6 separate regions of the Mus musculus genome follow, and regions 1, 2, 3, 5 and 6 are each linked to region 4. Evidence: chromatin contacts called from public HiChIP or PLAC-seq and promoter capture Hi-C data. All regions are on one chromosome and are shown on one strand. The core of a region is the stretch at or near the end of the contact, and the rest is flanking DNA. Distances in the headings are between cores, read along the strand shown. Region 1 holds the start of Cnot11 (CCR4-NOT transcription complex, subunit 11). Region 2 holds the start of Tmem131 (transmembrane protein 131). Region 3 holds the start of Cox5b (cytochrome c oxidase subunit 5B). Region 4 holds the start of Rev1 (REV1, DNA directed polymerase). Region 5 holds the start of Rnf149 (ring finger protein 149). Region 6 holds the start of Rpl31 (ribosomal protein L31).

Region 1 (2,700 bases), core at 59-2,558, 1.4 Mb before region 4:
CAGCTGTCCCAGAGTCCTGGACGAGGCTCATGGTATAGAGGAAGTGACCCTGGGTTCCATCCACAGCACCAAATTTAGGGGCGCATCCTCAGGTGTAATCTATGCCTGATCTTAGCAATGCTGCAAAAGCAAACATTCCACAATACTGCCCAGGACACATGCATCTTTGAATGGTTAATTAGAAACGACTTCATCCTCTCCTCACGCGACATTACAGCTAACCAAGGAGTTGGCTGCAAAGACTTTAGATATTGTGGTGATGTGGACTTCAACCTCAGGTTCTTAATACCGACTTCTTTACTCGGAGGCTTAAAAAGGGGGTAAACTCAGTGCCATTGGCTGTAACTTCGCATACCTCAGGACCTTACAATCAAGAATGAACCGTATCTGGCATACTAAAATATGTCCAGCCCGTTTGTGGGCTTGTACGATGTGTTGGCTTTTTCGATTGGGAGGGATCATCTGGAGTGTAGTGAATTTGAAAAAAAAAAAAAACCAAAAAAACAAAACTTGCAACTTCTATCTCTCCCCTATTTTAGGGAAAGAAAGTATGGAAAAGGAGGGAGGGTCGATCCCCTCCAAGGAGGCTGAATGTCCCTAGCTGACGACCCCCCTCCCACCCCCACCCCAGAACAGCTGGCTGCGCCCGCACGGCTGGCTGCGGGACGTACCTGAGAGCGGGGGCCGGTCGGGCTCCTGGCCGCCGCGGGCGGGCGGCGCCGGGTTGAGCAGGTGCGCGAAGCTGGCCGCGAACGGGTTGGCGGCGAGCGGCTCGGTGCGGTACATCTCCCAGAGCAGGTAGAGCGCCGTGAGGCGCTGCGCCGCGCTAGGCAGCAGGTCCGGCTGCTGCAGCAGCATCACCAGCACCGAGCCCAGGCGGAAGTGGTCGGCCTTGCTGAAGTAGTGGTGGAAGGCGGTGGACAGGCCCTCGAAGGTGCTGCCGCCGCCCGCCTCCTCCGAGATGATGCTCAGCAGGCTCGAGAGCTCCTTCGGGGTCAGGCTCATCCTGCCCGCGGGGCCTCCAATCCCTGGCCCAGGGCCGCCTGCTCCGCCTCGGCCTCCGCTCGAGCCCGCCGGGCCGCTCCGGAACGCCGCTGCCTCCCGCGCCCCTCTGGGATCCGCTGAGGAGAGAAGCCGGCCAGACGCCGTGCTCGCCCCGCCGCCGGGCATCAACCTCGCCCGCCTACCCCGCTTCCCGGCCGAGAGGCCCAAGGCGCCGACTCGCTGCGTCCTCCCGCGGCCGTAAAGCGCACCCTTCCGCGACAGCGTCGCAAACAAAAACAGTGCCTAAGTCAGACGAGCGGAACGGAGACACAGGGCCGACAGACCGACGACGCTGGCCGAGCGGAGGTTCCGGAGACGCGAGTGGGCGGGGCGCCGTGTCCGGAAGGGGGCGGGGCGCCGTGGAGGGCGGGGCCGCGTGGTCTCTGAGCTGTCCGAGTGGTCCTTCCCTGCCTGAGTGATGTAGAGACCGCCGTTAATTGCCCTTAAAGCCCTCAGAAGCGATCCTTGGGTGACAGGGTGGCGCCAAACCTGCCCAGTCAATATTGCCTAAGTTATAATTTGGAAACTAGGTCTTAGATGCTAACTGGTCTGATAGAGCATCCTTGACGGCTCATTTCTTGTAAATACCAATGAAAACAGGATTCTCAGAAACAGTTTAAATTTCGAGCCTTGCTCGTATTCTCAGAGATGGGGTCGTACCGCACATAAACGTTTGGTTATGTGAACAAAAATCTAGGCGAGGCCGGCACCAGGGAGGCAGAGGCAGACGAACCCCTGTGAGTTCGAGGCCAGCCTGGTCTAAAAAGAAAGAAAAAAAAAAATCTGAGAAAACTGTCTCGAGAAATATTCGTTTACAAAATCGTTTGCAGTGCTTCTTTTTCCTTAGCCTGCCCTAGGGCACTTTTTCTGGACGCCTTGGCTGAACACTGGAAAACCCTGGAAATTTCTTTACATACCAGCCTCCTGGACCTGGTCCCCTGTGATCTGTTTCAAAGGCACCGCTGCCCGCTCCCCACCCCTATGCTCCGGTGGTGACTAGTATCCACTCTAGAGTTACAGAAACCGAGCGACTGTCATCAGCGTCACCTGCTAGCTACCCTGTGCTAAAACTCTTCGGCAGCTGAAAGTTTTCTATTTACCGCTGAAGTTCTCAAGGAAATCTTCAGGAACAGGTGATGGGTATGGCGCATATTTTAAAGGCCTCTTTAGTTTACTGTTAAACCTGTGGAGGGGTTCTGCCAATGAACATTGCAATCAGCAGAAAATATAGCTTGCCAAACGGGGCAAATGATTCAAATTACCTCTTCTACTACTACTACTACTACTACTACTACTACTACTACTACTACTACTAATTAGTCAACTATGTTCTCTTTGAGCCTTTTTACATTGGATGCTCTATGACAACTAATCATACTAAAACCCACTCATGCTAGTTATTGTCATAACTTATTGTTAGTTGATAACTTAAATGTTAGTACAGTATGGGTGTTTCGAGATGTTTTAAGGTATTTGAGCACAGCACGTTACCCGCCAATAGAGCTGATTTCCACTAAGATTAATACCAAGAGCGTCTTCCCTGTTTCCACTGGGCTTGTTTCTAGGGTTTCTCTGCCATTACCACAAACTGAGTTCATTTTCACTGTAGAACCCACTTCCTCTCCCTTCCTGAGGCTGAACGTCTGGAATGGGTTA
Region 2 (2,700 bases), core at 27-2,526, 1.2 Mb after region 4:
TTCACAAACAGGACGACAGCAGAAGGAAGAACGTTGAGTACCTTTTAAAAAAGGTTTTCTGAAATCCCATTTTCTTTTCTAGTTTGTTCTAAGACATGCAATAGGCAAATGTGGCCTTTTAAATAGATCGACTAACTCAACCAAAAGCTGAGAAAAGCAAAAAAAGACTCTGGGGCTAGGCTCTGGGGGGAAGTGACCAGGCTACCAAACTGTGACAATATCCTTCCTTCCCCTTCCCCAAAGGGCCTAGATTAAGACTTGTATCGAGCAAACAGACACACAGAAAAACACACACACACACTCAAACTTTAACCTGGGAGACATGAGGTGCTTCTTACAGGAGACTAAGACACACCATCTTTGATTTTGGCCTTTGAAAGGAGTATGCGCATAGAAACATATTGATCATTCCAAGACAGAGAAAACCCAGTCTGATTTCTGGCACACCTCGCCTTGTTCCTCCACCCCGCCCCAACTAATGCTTTTTACACACATGGTAAGTTTCCAAATACAAGCAAGCAAAGAAACTGCATAAAAAGGGCTTCCTGTGAACAAGAGGTACGAAGGTTCCATTAAGTCCCTCTTGGGTACGCTTTGGAAGACACAAATGTAAAGAGGGCGGGTCCCCCGTTCTTAAGGAAGCACTGCAAGAAATTGAATCGGACCCTGAACACTTCCCACGTCAAAGCCACCGAGAGGCAGAGGTGCGACCCGAGAAATCACTGGCACGGACTGTCGGCGCTGGGCTCCGGATGCGCACTCAGCCCTCTGAAAGGCTCGGACATTGCAGTACCACTAGACCCGGGTTTGTCCCGGCGTCGGAGGCGCGGCCGGGCCCCGCCCACGCACCAAAGCGGCTGCGCAGCGTGGCTACCCTATCTCCCACGTGACTGCCGTCATTGCCTCCGTGAAGCTCCGGCCGCCATCTTAACTCCTGGCCGGCCCGGGTCCCTCTCCCTCCTTCTCCCGGGCCGTGCGGCAGTGACAGGGTGCGGTTGGCCGCCCCGGCCCGTCCGGTCGGTGAAGCCCGTGTGATTCTGAGGGCGGGGCGAGGAGCCGGAGCTCACGGAGTCCACGGGGAGCACGCGAACCGGCGGGCCGCCCAGGTATTGGCACGGAGGGGGCGGGCCCCTGCGCTCTGCCCCGCCCCTTAGAGGCCAGCGCCGGGGCCCGCGGCCCTTGCCCGTTTCCAGTATGGCCGCCCGCCGTGCCTGACCCGCGGCCTCTCCGTTCCGGCTCTTCGTAGGCGATGCCGATGCCGAGACTGTGACTGACACTCTCGCTCCCACGCACGCACCGACCCAGACCCACGCCGGGAGCCCGAGCTCTGGGCCCACAACCGCTCTCTCCTCGGGCACCGCGGCCATAGCCCGGACCACGGCTCCCGCGCCGCTGCCGTCGCCTCGCGGAGAAGGGTCGCGCAGGACCTCGAGCTCGGCGGCCCCCGGCCCGCCAGGATGGGGAAGCGGGCGGGAGGAGCAGCCGCCGCCGCCGCCGCCGCCTCCACGTCCTCCGCGGCCGGGCTGGAGCCCGCGGCTGGCCGAGGCGGGGGTCCTCGGAGCGCAGCCGCGGGCCTCCTGGGAGCGCTGCACCTGGTGATGACCCTCGTGGTGGCCGCGGCGCGGGCCGAGAAGGAAGGTGGGTTGCCGGCGGCGGGCGGCGGGCGACAGGCGGCAGAGGGAGGCCCGCGACGGGCGCCGGCGCGAAGTTGCTGGGTCGAGCCCCGTCCCGAGCCGGCGACTCGGGGTTCGGCGAGCTGCCGCGTCGGCCGCGCGCCGCGGCTCTGCCGCTGCTCCGTGATTCCTTTCCCCTCACCGTGTCCCGGTCTTTCCCTCGTCTACTGTCAGTGCCCATAAAACTTCCCGAGCTCTCTTGTAGGTTCTTGCCACTTGGCCCGCTATGCGAGGAGGCACCCCGCTTTTAGGCTTCTTGGTGGCTCCTGCTAGGTCGATCGCGGGACGCTTTTCTTGTTTTCCCTTTGTCAGGTTTTAATTTGGGCATGCGGACCGAGCTCACTTTAAAATGCGGTGGTTAAAAAAGAAGAAAAAAAAAAAGCGAGACTGGTGGAAAGGCTTCAATACACGGCTTATAAAATTTCTATTTGCTGGGACATCTCTTTGAAGAGGCTCTTGTTTCCTTAGTATCCTTCTTCACTATCCCTTTGCGGTATGGAGGATCGTTTGTTATTAGCCCTAAATAGACTCTCATTTGCCTCTAGTAAGCTACTGGAAGCCGGTTTCCATTTCTGCTTTAATATCCTCACGTAATTCGGTGCCTTTCTCTTTGATGTGTGAGCCCTTAGAAACGAATGTCAAGTTCCCAGCTTGCACACCCTTCACCTGTAACTCACAATTGAAGCCGCACTCCAGTTTTAATAACTCCTCTAATATTGTAAGGTTGTAAAACTGGTACTTTGACAAGATCAGAAATTACTTTGCAGTCTTGAAGACTAATTTGGGGGTGGGGGTGTTCTGGACTACCTGTTTCTGAACGTGAGCCCAAGGAGAAGTGTGAGCAGTCACAGAACCTTCATGAATTAATTCACAGTGAATGCTGCTTTTTTTTTTCCCTAAGAAGAAAACTAGTTAGATTATTTTTGTTTTTCCTGTATAAAGTCGCTGTTACTGGCTAGCAGCTGTAAAGTAAACCAGATTAGCCTTAAAGTGCAACTCTGTGTCAGTTTATTATTTATTTTCCTTA
Region 3 (2,700 bases), core at 133-2,632, 1.4 Mb after region 4:
TAATCTGGGCTGGAAAGATAGTTCAGCAATTAAAAGCATGGACTGCTCTTCCAGAGGACCTGAGTTCAATTCCCAGTAGCCACAGCAAAGTGGCTCACAGCCTTGCTTGTAACTACAGCTCCAGGGTCATCTGCCTTCTGTGACTTCTCATGCATACTGAGACTTAAGACAGTCAACAACCCTTACAACAATGTATACACATATTTACATTTTTACACACATACAGTCCATCATACACACATATCTGAAGCAATTTATAGACATTCTGTGAGGCAGGTTATAAACAAATGGGCCAGAAAATAAAAACAAAGTGCTTACAGATGCAGCCCACTATTCTCTTGTTGCTGATGGACGGGACTAGATTAGGGTCTTCCTTGGTGCCTGAAGCTGCCTTTGGAGGTAGCATATTGTATGGGTCCTGAAAGAGACAAGAGTTGACTATTTATGACAGATAACGCCTGCCACTGCACTGCAAAAGGGCCGTTCCTACAAGCTGGGTTGTCAGGACCAGACGCTGGCTGACAGGAACTCCTCTAATCCCATCCAAGCCCCAGGGCTCCAGAGGACACAGCATTTCTCCTTACCAGTCCCTTCTGTGCTGCTATCATGATCTCCCTCTCCAGCCCAGTAGCCTGCTCCTCATCAGTGGGGACACCACCTAGAAGAAGAAAAATGAGCTACGGCAATTGATATGACCACGATGGATACACGATAAAAAGATCAACACGGGAAAGGTGACGTTATCCGCTTCTTTGGTGGGTTCCCAAGCTACCCATTCCCACAGTCCCCTAAGCCCACTGAGGCATGACTCCCAAGCCATACCGTTTTTCCCTTCCCACCGCGGAAGCTTGGTTGTCGACTTTCCCTACAATCAAGTCATGAGAGTATACTGGCTGGTGGCGGGCAAGGGATTTGAATGTTGGTCCAGCGCTTTTTCAGCCCTCCAAGTCCTTGTGTTCCAAGGTCACCCGGCACCTTCCAGTGAGGGCACTTTGAAAGCGGGTTCGATCGGGTGGGCGGCCGAAATTACAGCAAGACCGGACAGAGCGCCGGCTCCCGGAGCCTAAGGTGGTCAGCAGGGCTCGAGAGAACGCTAATGGCCGACCCCGCTCGACCGCCCATCACCAACCACGCCGGAGGCCATGGACACCGGCCTGTCCCGCCCAGCTGGTCACGTACCTCCAGAAGCCATGGAGCGGGTCACGGCCGCGCCACGGGGGCCGTGGGCCCTCAGGGCCTGCGCCGCCAAAGCGCCCACTCCGCGAAGTAACCTTGAAGCCATCTCGCCCGAGACAAGCAGATGCACTTCCGGGAACAGGCTGAGCAAGATGGGCGGGACTTCCGTTGGTGGGAGTCTAACAACGCCCGGTCAGTCTTCCGCTTCCTGCCCCGACCAGCCGAAGCAGCGCTAAAAGTAGACGCCGCACATGCGCAGTTCTGCCTCTTCGTGGGCCGCGCAGACTCCCGCCGCCTCCGGGGCGTGGCGTCAGTCACCCTGACAGCTAGCGGCTTTCGGGTTCATGACCTGTCCGCTTGAGTGTTCGCGCCCAGTGTCCCAGCCACATAGTAGTTCTTGTAGTGGAGGTGCTGTGGAAGCCGAAGTTCCCGCAGTCAAGGGCTTCCACCACGAATCATACAACCTTGGGCGTGAGCTCAGGAAGCCTGTTGTGTTTGTTATGCCTGTTAGCCACGGGTTCGAGACTGCAGACAGCTTTAGTTGTTACCAAATTGTTGCAATGGCCCACTCCGTCAGAAATTGACAGTACACCCCCCCACACACACAGTCTTAGCCTCAATTCCCTCCTCCACTCTGTTTTGTTTTGTTTTTTAAGCACGGTATCACTATGTAGCCTGGCTGACCTTTAACTCCCTATGTAGATCAGGGTGGTCTAAAGCTCACAGAGATCTGGTTACCTCTGCTGGGATTAAAGCTGTTGCACCGTCCTCAGTTTTCCTCCTATAGTAATGTTATGGGAGGTGATGGTGTTGGCCCCAGGGACAAGGATGAGGGGGGTGCGGGGGGTGCGGTGCAGAAGGGCTTTGGAGGCATAGATGTAGGATACCTCCTGATGGCCACTCCACCACGATGAGGATACTAGGAGGAGGAGGGACAGAAAGAAAGTTAATAATGCAACTGGAAATGACAATAGGCACCGTGGCCAGAAGTCTCTAATTTAGACAGAAAACGTCCTCCATTGCTCAGTGTTGCACACAGGTAAAGCCTGACAACTCACGGCAGAGCGTTCACTAGATTTCCAAACACTGGCTTCTTCGATTTATTCTCGTTGTGGAACATTCCTGAAACACTATGGCTGCATACAGTATCTATGCTTCCCTAATTGCGTCCCAGTGATGAAATCTTAAGTACCTTGCAGAGGCCTGACATAATAATATCAAATGACTTTTAGTAAATCCTGCCGCTTGGACCAAAAATATAGTTTATAGAGCTTGTGACTACAAAAGGTCAAGTTGAGGAAAACTACAAAGGACTAAATTCCTGGGTGTTGTCACCTACCCCTTGTAGGTTATTTTCAAAAGGGTCTGGTGGAACATTCCTTCAGAGGAACTAACCTGGTCTTCATGGCTGCCCTCAACCAAGAAAAAAAAATAGCCTATAATGAGGCACCAAATTTCTTGACTGTGAAGATGGGCTTACACTTTGCATAGTTTTCATTTTTACTTCCTTGTCTCCACTACAAT
Region 4 (2,700 bases), core at 172-2,671:
AAAAGTAATCTTTGATTATGAAAGAAGAGGAAAAGTATTCACAAGTTATTTTTCAGTCTCAAAAATAAAGTTTTGGTGTTTTTCTCATTGGAAATAACTGCTGTGTAGAGACAGTTTTTCAAAACTCCTCACAAGCCTCATTTCCCGCCCAGCGGTATTTCCGAACACAAGCTGGTGGTGTTGCAGCTCGTTCTGAAACTCCTGCAGTTACACTGTATCTAGCTCTTCAATTGTGGGTCCAGAGAAACAGAGCTGGGAGGGAATACTGAAGTTGAATTCATAAAGGAGAGCGAGCAAGTGGAGCAAAGGGGGAGAGGTTAAAATCGAGACAGATATATATATTTCCCATGTACATATACATACACAGAAAGAGAGAGAGAGATTTCGATTATCTCCTGTCTCTCTGGGAAAGGAACCTCAGGTTTGCAAAGTCAGTTTTAAAAAGAGTACTACTGTTTTCTAAGTGCCTGCAAACTCCTTTCAAAAGTCTTAAGGTGGGGAAGGAACAAAAGTGTTCAGTCTAGGGCGAGGAGTTGGTTGGCTTAATGTTTGAGCATTCCAACAATAAAGACTATCACAATAACCATGCAGTCTCCCATTGAACAGACACTACAGAGGCGGGGGAAATGGGCCTTAAGAGACTGTTTTTTTTCTTTTTTGCTAGGTGTATTTAACATCCACGAATAAATTGTGTAGCTGCTGGTTTTTTGTTTTTGTTTGTTTGTTTTTAACCATCACAAGGGAAAGCAATTTTCTTCAGGTCTGTGTGTTGCAAGTGGGAAAGGCAGGTAGAGCACAGGACCGGCAGTGGTAAGATTGTGAGGGACGTCGTGTCTGGACACAGCCTAGCTGGCTGCCAGCAAGTGACCTGGCATTCCCGCAGACCCGTGTGGGCCGCGGTTCTCCGCTCGCCGACCGAGCATGTGCTAGCCTGTGAGCGTCCTGGCCGCCGCTAGGTGGCGCCGCACATCAATCGGAGCGCGGTGCGGCGACGCGTTTCGCGCCTCGGCCGACCCTGCGCGGTCGTCTACCCGGTTAGTCCCGGCACCCGCGCCCTCCGCGGCGGCTGGGGAGCCCGGGCGGGGCGGGGCGGGGCGGGGCACGGCGGGGCGCGGCTGCGCGTCGCTGCAGCACCATTAGCTAGCCGGCCCCGGCGGGAGGCAGCGTGGTGATGCGGCGGGTCCCGCGCCACCTCCGCCCAGCCAGCCGCACGGTCACGTGCAGCCGAGGCGCTGCTCTCCACCCCCCCTCCCCGCGGGCGCCGGCGCGAGAGGAGGGCGGGGCCGGGGTCGCCTCGGGCCGGGCGCGAGCAGCGCGCGTGCGCCGCGCCCGGTGAGTGCGTGCGGGGCCGGGCCAGCGGGCCGCGGTGTGGATGGGAGGGGGAGCCGGGCGCGCGCCAGAGGAGCGGCGGGGGAGGGGCGGAGCTGCCGCGGAGGCGCGAGGCGGGCGCAGCGACTGAGGGAGCGTGGGCCGCGGTGCGGTGCGGTGCGGCTGGGCGGCCGCCTGACCGGTTGCCTTCCCCGGCGTTCCCCTCAGCCGCGGGGAGGACACTGAACGACGGCGGCGCCCGCGAGGCCCGAGGAAGCGGCTGGGCCCGGGCATGGTGGCCTGGGGCGGCGCGGAAGGTGAGCGACCCCCGGGCCGGCGGGTGGGGGAGGGGTACCGAGCCTCCGCCGTCCCCGCCTCCGCCGCACGAGCGGCCCGAGGCGCCGAGGCCGGGGGCTCGCGGTGCTGCCGCGAGGCCTCCTGCCTGCCGCGCCGCGTCGCCCCTGCGCCTCCGGCCGCCGGGTTATGTAACGCGTGACCTCCCGTTCCCGCTCCACACCCGGCGCTCCGTCGCGCGCCGATCGGGGCGCCCGCGGCCCTGCCTCCGAGTCCCGCCGCTGGCGTCGCAAGTCACCGGTTCCTCCTGCGCCGGCGCCTGGCCGGCCATTCATTCCCTCGCGCGTTCGAGTGTCCGCTCCGCCAGCGTTTGCAGAACGTGGCAGGGGGCACCCGGGGCCCGCGCCGCGGGTCTTCGCTCGTCCCCGGTGCATCGGCTTCTCCCCTCTGCCTTGCTCTTAGGCATCCCGGAGGCAGTGTTTCTCTCACTCCTTTTCCCTTGTCACTTATCTGTCCCCTTCATGTGCAGGACACCTGTCCCCAAGTGTTTGTACAGGTGCTCAGTTCACACTTGGGTGTGCTGTTATAATAACAGTCGGGGTGCACCGAGGGGGCACTTGTTTGTTTGGAGACTCTTCCTGTCCCGGGTTTGCAAAGCCCGGACTTTCCTGTAGTATCGTTCCTTGATTGTTTAAAAAAACACTACAGGTGATACATGCCTAGGATTTCACCGTGTGTTTTTTGGTGTTTCTTGGGTATAAAGTAGAAATGGTATGTAGATAAAAACAAGAGACCTCATAAAAAGGATTTGTAACTATTAAGGGCTATGTAACAGCTCTTAAATTATTTGCTTGGTCTCTGGCTTCTCTAGTACCTGTTCTTCCTTTACGTAGAGTAATAATACCACAATCTTGTTCCTATGGAGTGCGCATTAGCTCAGCTTAGCAAGACTCCATAAGTTTGCTTTCCCATATTGACCGGGCTTTGCCCAGGCAAATGCTGCTAGAATACCCTTCCGGCCCTTCCAGTGCTACCTGTGATGGACACTTGGAAGCTTACCTGGAGCTCTCCATCCAGGACTTCAGTCTGCACGAGTGC
Region 5 (2,700 bases), core at 167-2,666, 1.4 Mb before region 4:
CTCCTTAGTGGTTTGTTTGGTAGAAATAAAGAGACTGACGATGATTTCACGAATCACACAGTTTATTGCCACACAAAGGGGACTTTTGGCATTTGCTCACACTGAGTAAAGAGGGGGAAACAACATGAGCAAGCCTCACAGGGAACATGGTTCAGAAATGCGGCAGCACAACGGCATAGTGAGTGAGTTTTGAAATCATGAGTTCAGTTGCTCCATCAGAATCGAAGCAGGCCTCTGCTGAAAGTCCAGTGTAATTAAAGACTTGGTGTTCCTTTATAGAACTGGTTCTCAGGAGAAACTGGTTTGACCAATACAACAGAGATCTGTGAGGTGACCTGAGGCCCCTCAGATAAAAAGGATAATATAAGTCAGGCTTAGGGATGAGTTGAAGGTCTGTCACAGTATATGCCTGTGTGTGTATGTCTTCAGAATAGTGCCTAACAATGTATAGCTATGCATTAAGTCCATCACTTAAGTGTCCACTTCTTAGGTTTAAATACATTTTGATATTCAGTAGCTCATATATGAAGAGGTATTTTAAATGTCTTTTGATATTTGGTAACTCGGGTGTGATGTCTCCTCAGCGTTATGGAGAGATCTCCTGTGTTTATTCGGGTCTAGTCAGACTTCACATTCTTCAAAGGAAATACCTTTCAGGTTCGCTGGGGTTGATCTACCAGAGCATCTCAAATCTCAGCTCTACTCAAGATTTTACCGGAGCAGAGTTACCATACTTGCATTTAACTATGTTTAGTGTGTTCAGGATCTTTTAATGGTACACTGAAAGTATCCACCCACTGTGTTGTCGAAGGACTATCTATCAGCCACCATTTACCTCCAAACAAATCCTTTCCCCTTTTTCCCCCCTTTTGATTAATGTAGCACCTTCGTCTTCGTCCAAACAGAGGCACACATAAACTAAGGAGAAGGAAGAAAGGGCTCGAAGGCAACCATTGAGAAAAGAGCAACAAAGAATTTAATATATTACAGAGTTTGTAACAAAAGGCATCTGGACAACTTGACTTAGTGGTTTTTGTTGTTGTTTGCTTGTTTGTTTAAGTGGTTTAGGCAGCCAGGCTTTTGCCGCGTGCCTTGCACAGTCAACTCCACCCTCTGAGAAACTTTACACAACCGCAGTCCCACGCTGGCCGACCCGGAGCGCACAAACTTCCCCAGACTTGGGGACTCTGGCAGCAGGGTTGCACAACTCTCTGCAGCATCTGCAAGCTTCAGCTCGGCCGCCCACAGCCCTGCGGCACAGACCCTGGCGCCTGCGCACTCCTCACGCCCGCGGGCAGGGCCCCACCCCTTCCGTCGCCACGCCCCGGTCACGCCCCTCCAGGTGCGCGTGCGCCGCGGGTCCGCCCCCGCCGCGCTCGGCGGTCTCTCGCGAGCCGCCGCCGTCTCCTCAAAGCTGTGGGCCAGCCTGGAGTGAGTCGCCTCGTTCTGACTCGCGCTCTTCTTCCTCAGTAGCCCGGCCGGGCGGCCATGGCGGCGCGGCGGCGGCCCGCGGCCGGCGTGGGAGCCCGGGACGCACTCGCGGTGCTGGCGCTGGCCTTGTGTACTCCCGGGGTGGGCGGCGGGGCGCTCGAGTGGTACTCGGCCATGGTGAGCATCGAATACGTGGACCCGCAGTCGAACCTGACGGTGTGGAGCGTGTCGGAGAGCGGCCGCTTCGGAGAAAGCTCGCTCCGGGAGGAGAGGCAGGGCCTGGTGGGCGTCCCGCGCGCGCCCGCGCCCGCGGAGGGCTGCGCGCCCGACACGCGCTTCGTGGCGCCCGGCGCCCTCGGCAACGCGCCCTGGGTGGCGCTGGTGGCGCGAGGCGGCTGCACCTTCAAGGACAAGGTGCTGGCGGCGGCGCGGAGGAACGCCTCGGCCGTGGTGGTCTACAACCTGGAGAGCAACGGGAACGCCACCGAGCCCATGTCTCACGCGGGTGAGCAGGCCGGGCGCTGGGCCGCTGGCCGCGGCCGGGGCGAGCCTGGTGGTTCCCCGGGTGGTGTGGAGAGGGAAGTGCGTGCACACGCTGCAGGATCGGAGCTTCACCTCGGGAGGGTGAGAAAGCTGGGAAGGGCCCTCGGCCGGGGAGTAGCAAACACACCGGTGGCAGGTCCTACGGAGTTCAGTAACTCTACAGATTCCCGAACCCGGGTCGCTTCCTAAGGTCGGCTCACGGACTCCCAAAGTTGGTTGAGTGGAGAGTGTGTAGGAGTGGACGGCTGGCGCCGCCAGGCTCGCATTGTCTCTTCACCAACCTAAAGTGGCTACTCGATGTGGTTTCTTCCTCTCGATGAGGCGAATATGAGTGTTTTCAAAACCCTGGATCAAAAAACCTGGGTTTTCTTGCTGTAGTTTCTCTCTCGACGCATGTAGGGTGATCGCACTAGCTCCTGGTTTGGACAGTTTGAATTCAGATGAATTTTTTTTTTTAAACTGTTTTCATTGAAGGAAAGAAAGGCCTTGCTACCTCTGTCAGGAGGCCACCTCTAAACACGCTGTTCCAGGGGACAGACAAGGATGAGTTTGCAAAATGTCATCCTTGGGACAGAGTTCTCTCCGGGGACCCAGAATTTGATTGTGTTTCTCTTGTGCCTTCTAAGATCACATTAGCTTTAGGCATCACACGGTTGACTCATTCTGAATTTCCTGTGATTAGGGTTTTTAAGTTTCTGCTACTAGCTAAGACATCTTTCTTCCTGT
Region 6 (2,700 bases), core at 22-2,521, 1.2 Mb before region 4:
TTACCAAAGAATGAAGGAGGCTAGAGATTCTCACATAGGGCCTTATCAACAAAATACAAAAGGCCTGGGGGGGGGGTACGACTCGCTTCTACAATGCTCTATTCAAGGCTGCTTTTAAAGAGTACCTTTCACCTGAGAGCGACTCTTCCTTCCACATACTGGGCAACACCCACACCACCTTTAACTTGTGGCCTACTTTCACTTTGTCACAGGCCTAAATAGTGCTTCATAGTGCTTAATATGCCCAACCATAGAGGAAGGAACGTGGCCGACCACCAGCAGTATTCATACCGGGCAAAGACCTTGGGGCAACCCACTAGGTGCAGACACACATTTCAACCCGGCAAAATCTCTCCGAAAATACTAAACCATCAAGTCCAAGAACTCAAGCTCTAGGGCTGGAACGCAAATGCAGATAGGTCGTGTACAAATAAGGACCGCAATCACTCTCTGTAACCGCCACTTTACTACAACTTGCCCCGAATTTGCACAAATCTGTATAATCGGACGACGAAAAAAAAAATCGTATTTCGCACTTGAGGTAGTAACCGGCCACTTTCCTGCAGCGTACAAGTCACTGACTTTCCTTTTACACGTCCGGATTACCAGAACTCACGTTTTAGCACCACCAACCTTCCCCAAGTCTAACCGCTCCCTCAAACTCCATCACAGCCTCCAGTCTCCATTTCCTAGCCGGTTGCCGTGCAAGCCAAACCCCGCACACCTTCCACGTACACACAACCACACCGGAATAAACCCGCTTGCCCTCTAGAGCACCCAGTCTGTAAGCAAGGCTCGCGGGTGACAGCCCAGCCCGGCCGGAGCCCGAAGGGGGTCGCGGGCCACACCGCCCGCCCGGTACTCACACTCCATGGATGCGCTTGTGAATGTTGATGGTGTATTCTCGGGTCACCACCTCGTTGATGGCAGAACGGCCCTTCTTCTTCTCGCCACCCTTCTTTGCGGGAGCCATCTAGACGCAGGCGACAGGGAGGGAGGCTCTAAGCAGGTAGTGGGAAAGCCCAAGCCCGAGCTAAGGTGCACCCGTACCCCGCAGGCCGTCCTCCCACCGCCCCGGACCGCAGAGCCTCCGCGCGGCGCGGGACAAACCCCACCGAGCCTGCCCGTCCCGCGCCGGGCGCGGATGGCGCCGGATTTCAGAGCCGCGACCCCGCAGCCATACTCACTCTGCCGGGCCCAAGTAGGAAAGGAAGGGCGCGAGGGTTTGTGGGAGGGAAAGTCGCGTAGCCGTACAACTTCCGGGTCACGGGGAGGCGAGGAGGAAGAGGTGTGGCGAGGGAAGTTAGGAGTTAGGCTGGGGCGTAAATACAGCGCGCGTCAGGGGCGGAGCGAGCGGCATGGGGCGGACCCAGGGCGGGCCCAGGGCGGGGTCGATCTTGTCAGTCTTCTTGCAATCTGCCTTGAGCAGTGGAGGTGCGGGATGGGATTTAAATCCCAACCCGAACCCGGATTCGGAACGCCCGGCCGGGAGGGAAGATACTCCAGTTTTTCGGGTGCACTCGCTCACTCACTCTACGTTTGTTTAATCTATTAGATACTGTGCTTGGCGGAAGGTCCCCGGAATGACCGAGACGACAACAAAAGAATTTATTTTCCAAGTCGAAAATGCCCACGGAAATGCCAGGCACGTCCGTAGAAAATAGATCTCCGAATCTAAACATGTCCGAATAGCCTGTCTATTGGAGTTTCAGCAATGAGCAAGTTTCAGGATCTCACAGGCAAGAAGACAGGCAGGCAGAAACTCCACGATCTTACAAGGAACCTATGTCTCTGCCTCCTTTGGCTAAGGGATGCTGGGGCCTTTGGATTCCCCAAAGGTCAGACTTGGGGTGGACAGGCAACTGCTCTCTCTCTCTTAAGAAAATAGTGTCCACAGCCACGTGTGGTGGTGCACACCTGTGATCCCAGAACTTTGTGGGTTGAGTTAGGTGATCAGGAGTTCGAGATATCCTTGACTGTAGTGGGCTAAACACGCTTGACAATATCTGATGACTTCTCAGTGGGGCTAGGAGGAAAGGAGCAGACAGGCTCGGTTCTAGTTCTTAGAGAATCCAAACCAGAAGGGGTTCTATGGGAGTGCTGATTGGTACTGGGGTTGAGCTCAGAAAATTGCAACGCAATCTCCCAAGCAGAGCCACTCAAAAATAATTTAAAAGGAAGTCTGGAGCGATGCATTCAGGAGGCAGAGCAAGAGGATGCCAAATTAAGGACGGACTACACAGAGGCCAGTCTTGGCTACACAATGAGACTAGATCCAAGAGTAAGGGGAGGAGAGAGGGAAGGGGAGAGTAGAGACTGAGGGAGGGAGAGGGAGGAAGGGCTATAAAGAGAATATGAAAATGTGAATTTGGGATCTTTAGCAAGAAGACAGAGGAGCCCACTAGTCAGAGTGTGCTGACTTGAGCAAGAAATGATAATTAGTTATGGTTAATAAATAATGGTTAATTAGAAAAGCTGAGTTTATAAAAGGCTGTGAGTTCCTGACTTCATACTAAAAGTAAAACATGAATAATTTAAGGAGTCAATAAACTAGACATATCCGTCCACACATGATTAAGCTAAAAAATCAAAAAGGAAAAAAAATTCCCCTGCCTCATTTCTAATGAGCTTTTCTACAGAAAAGCAAGGCTATTTATCTCCATAATATGAAGTCCATCTGAGCACTAATAGCATTTCTCT

What was found. Promoter capture Hi-C pulls out the DNA fragments that hold promoters and counts their contacts. HiChIP or PLAC-seq counts read pairs in DNA pulled down with a chosen protein or histone mark.
Region 1: a promoter capture Hi-C map of hippocampal neurons shows a contact between it and region 4, with 5 times the contacts expected there. The contact joins the promoter of Cnot11 here to the promoter of Rev1 in region 4. A contact is called at or near these places in 4 of 39 promoter capture datasets (hippocampal neurons, liver and pre-B cells), 2 of 484 Hi-C or Micro-C datasets (both in embryonic stem cells), 5 of 115 datasets of contacts at active chromatin or transcription factors (astrocytes, embryonic forebrain, embryonic stem cells and 2 more) and 1 of 9 other capture datasets (adipose tissue).
Region 2: a contact with region 4 is called in a promoter capture Hi-C map of hematopoietic stem and progenitor cells, with 3 times the contacts expected there. The contact joins the promoter of Tmem131 here to the promoter of Rev1 in region 4. A contact is called at or near these places in 2 of 39 promoter capture datasets (hematopoietic stem and progenitor cells and liver) and 1 of 115 datasets of contacts at active chromatin or transcription factors (astrocytes).
Region 3: a contact with region 4 is called in a promoter capture Hi-C map of liver, with 2.6 times the contacts expected there. The contact joins the promoter of Cox5b here to the promoter of Rev1 in region 4. A contact is called at or near these places in 3 of 39 promoter capture datasets (liver and pre-B cells) and 1 of 115 datasets of contacts at active chromatin or transcription factors (astrocytes).
Region 5: a contact with region 4 is called in an H3K27ac HiChIP or PLAC-seq map of extraembryonic endoderm stem cells, with 15 times the contacts expected there. The contact joins the promoter of Rnf149 here to the promoter of Rev1 in region 4. A contact is called at or near these places in 4 of 39 promoter capture datasets (cranial neural crest, frontonasal cranial neural crest, liver and 1 more) and 2 of 115 datasets of contacts at active chromatin or transcription factors (the 230-238 cell line and extraembryonic endoderm stem cells).
Region 6: a contact with region 4 is called in a promoter capture Hi-C map of liver, with 3 times the contacts expected there. The contact joins the promoter of Rpl31 here to the promoter of Rev1 in region 4. A contact is called at or near these places in 6 of 39 promoter capture datasets (3T3-L1-derived adipocytes, the C10 cell line, embryonic stem cells and 2 more), 3 of 484 Hi-C or Micro-C datasets (the G1E-ER4 cell line, embryonic stem cells and regulatory T cells), 1 of 115 datasets of contacts at active chromatin or transcription factors (astrocytes) and 2 of 9 other capture datasets (adipose tissue and pancreatic islet).

What each region holds. Positions count from the first base shown.
Region 1 is chr1:39,534,309-39,537,008 of GRCm38.p6, reverse strand. Cnot11 (CCR4-NOT transcription complex, subunit 11) reads right to left here and starts at 1,308. Exons shown (of 7, transcript NM_028043.3): 1 at 672-1,308. The coding sequence starts at 1,170.
Region 2 is chr1:36,938,103-36,940,802 of GRCm38.p6, reverse strand. It overlaps Tmem131 (transmembrane protein 131), which reads left to right and starts at 1,276. Exons shown (of 41, transcript NM_018872.2): 1 at 1,276-1,638. The coding sequence starts at 1,458.
Region 3 is chr1:36,690,169-36,692,868 of GRCm38.p6, reverse strand. It overlaps Cox5b (cytochrome c oxidase subunit 5B), which reads right to left and starts at 1,382. Exons shown (of 4, transcript NM_009942.2): 1 at 1,180-1,382; 2 at 585-658; 3 at 319-418. The coding sequence starts at 1,282.
Region 4 is chr1:38,128,387-38,131,086 of GRCm38.p6, reverse strand. Rev1 (REV1, DNA directed polymerase) reads left to right here and starts at 1,421. Exons shown (of 23, transcript NM_019570.4): 1 at 1,421-1,625.
Region 5 is chr1:39,576,063-39,578,762 of GRCm38.p6, reverse strand. It overlaps Rnf149 (ring finger protein 149), which reads left to right and starts at 1,416. Exons shown (of 7, transcript NM_001033135.3): 1 at 1,416-1,936. The coding sequence starts at 1,489.
Region 6 is chr1:39,366,422-39,369,121 of GRCm38.p6, reverse strand. Rpl31 (ribosomal protein L31) reads right to left here and starts at 1,271. Exons shown (of 4, transcript NM_001252218.1): 1 at 867-1,271. The coding sequence starts at 973.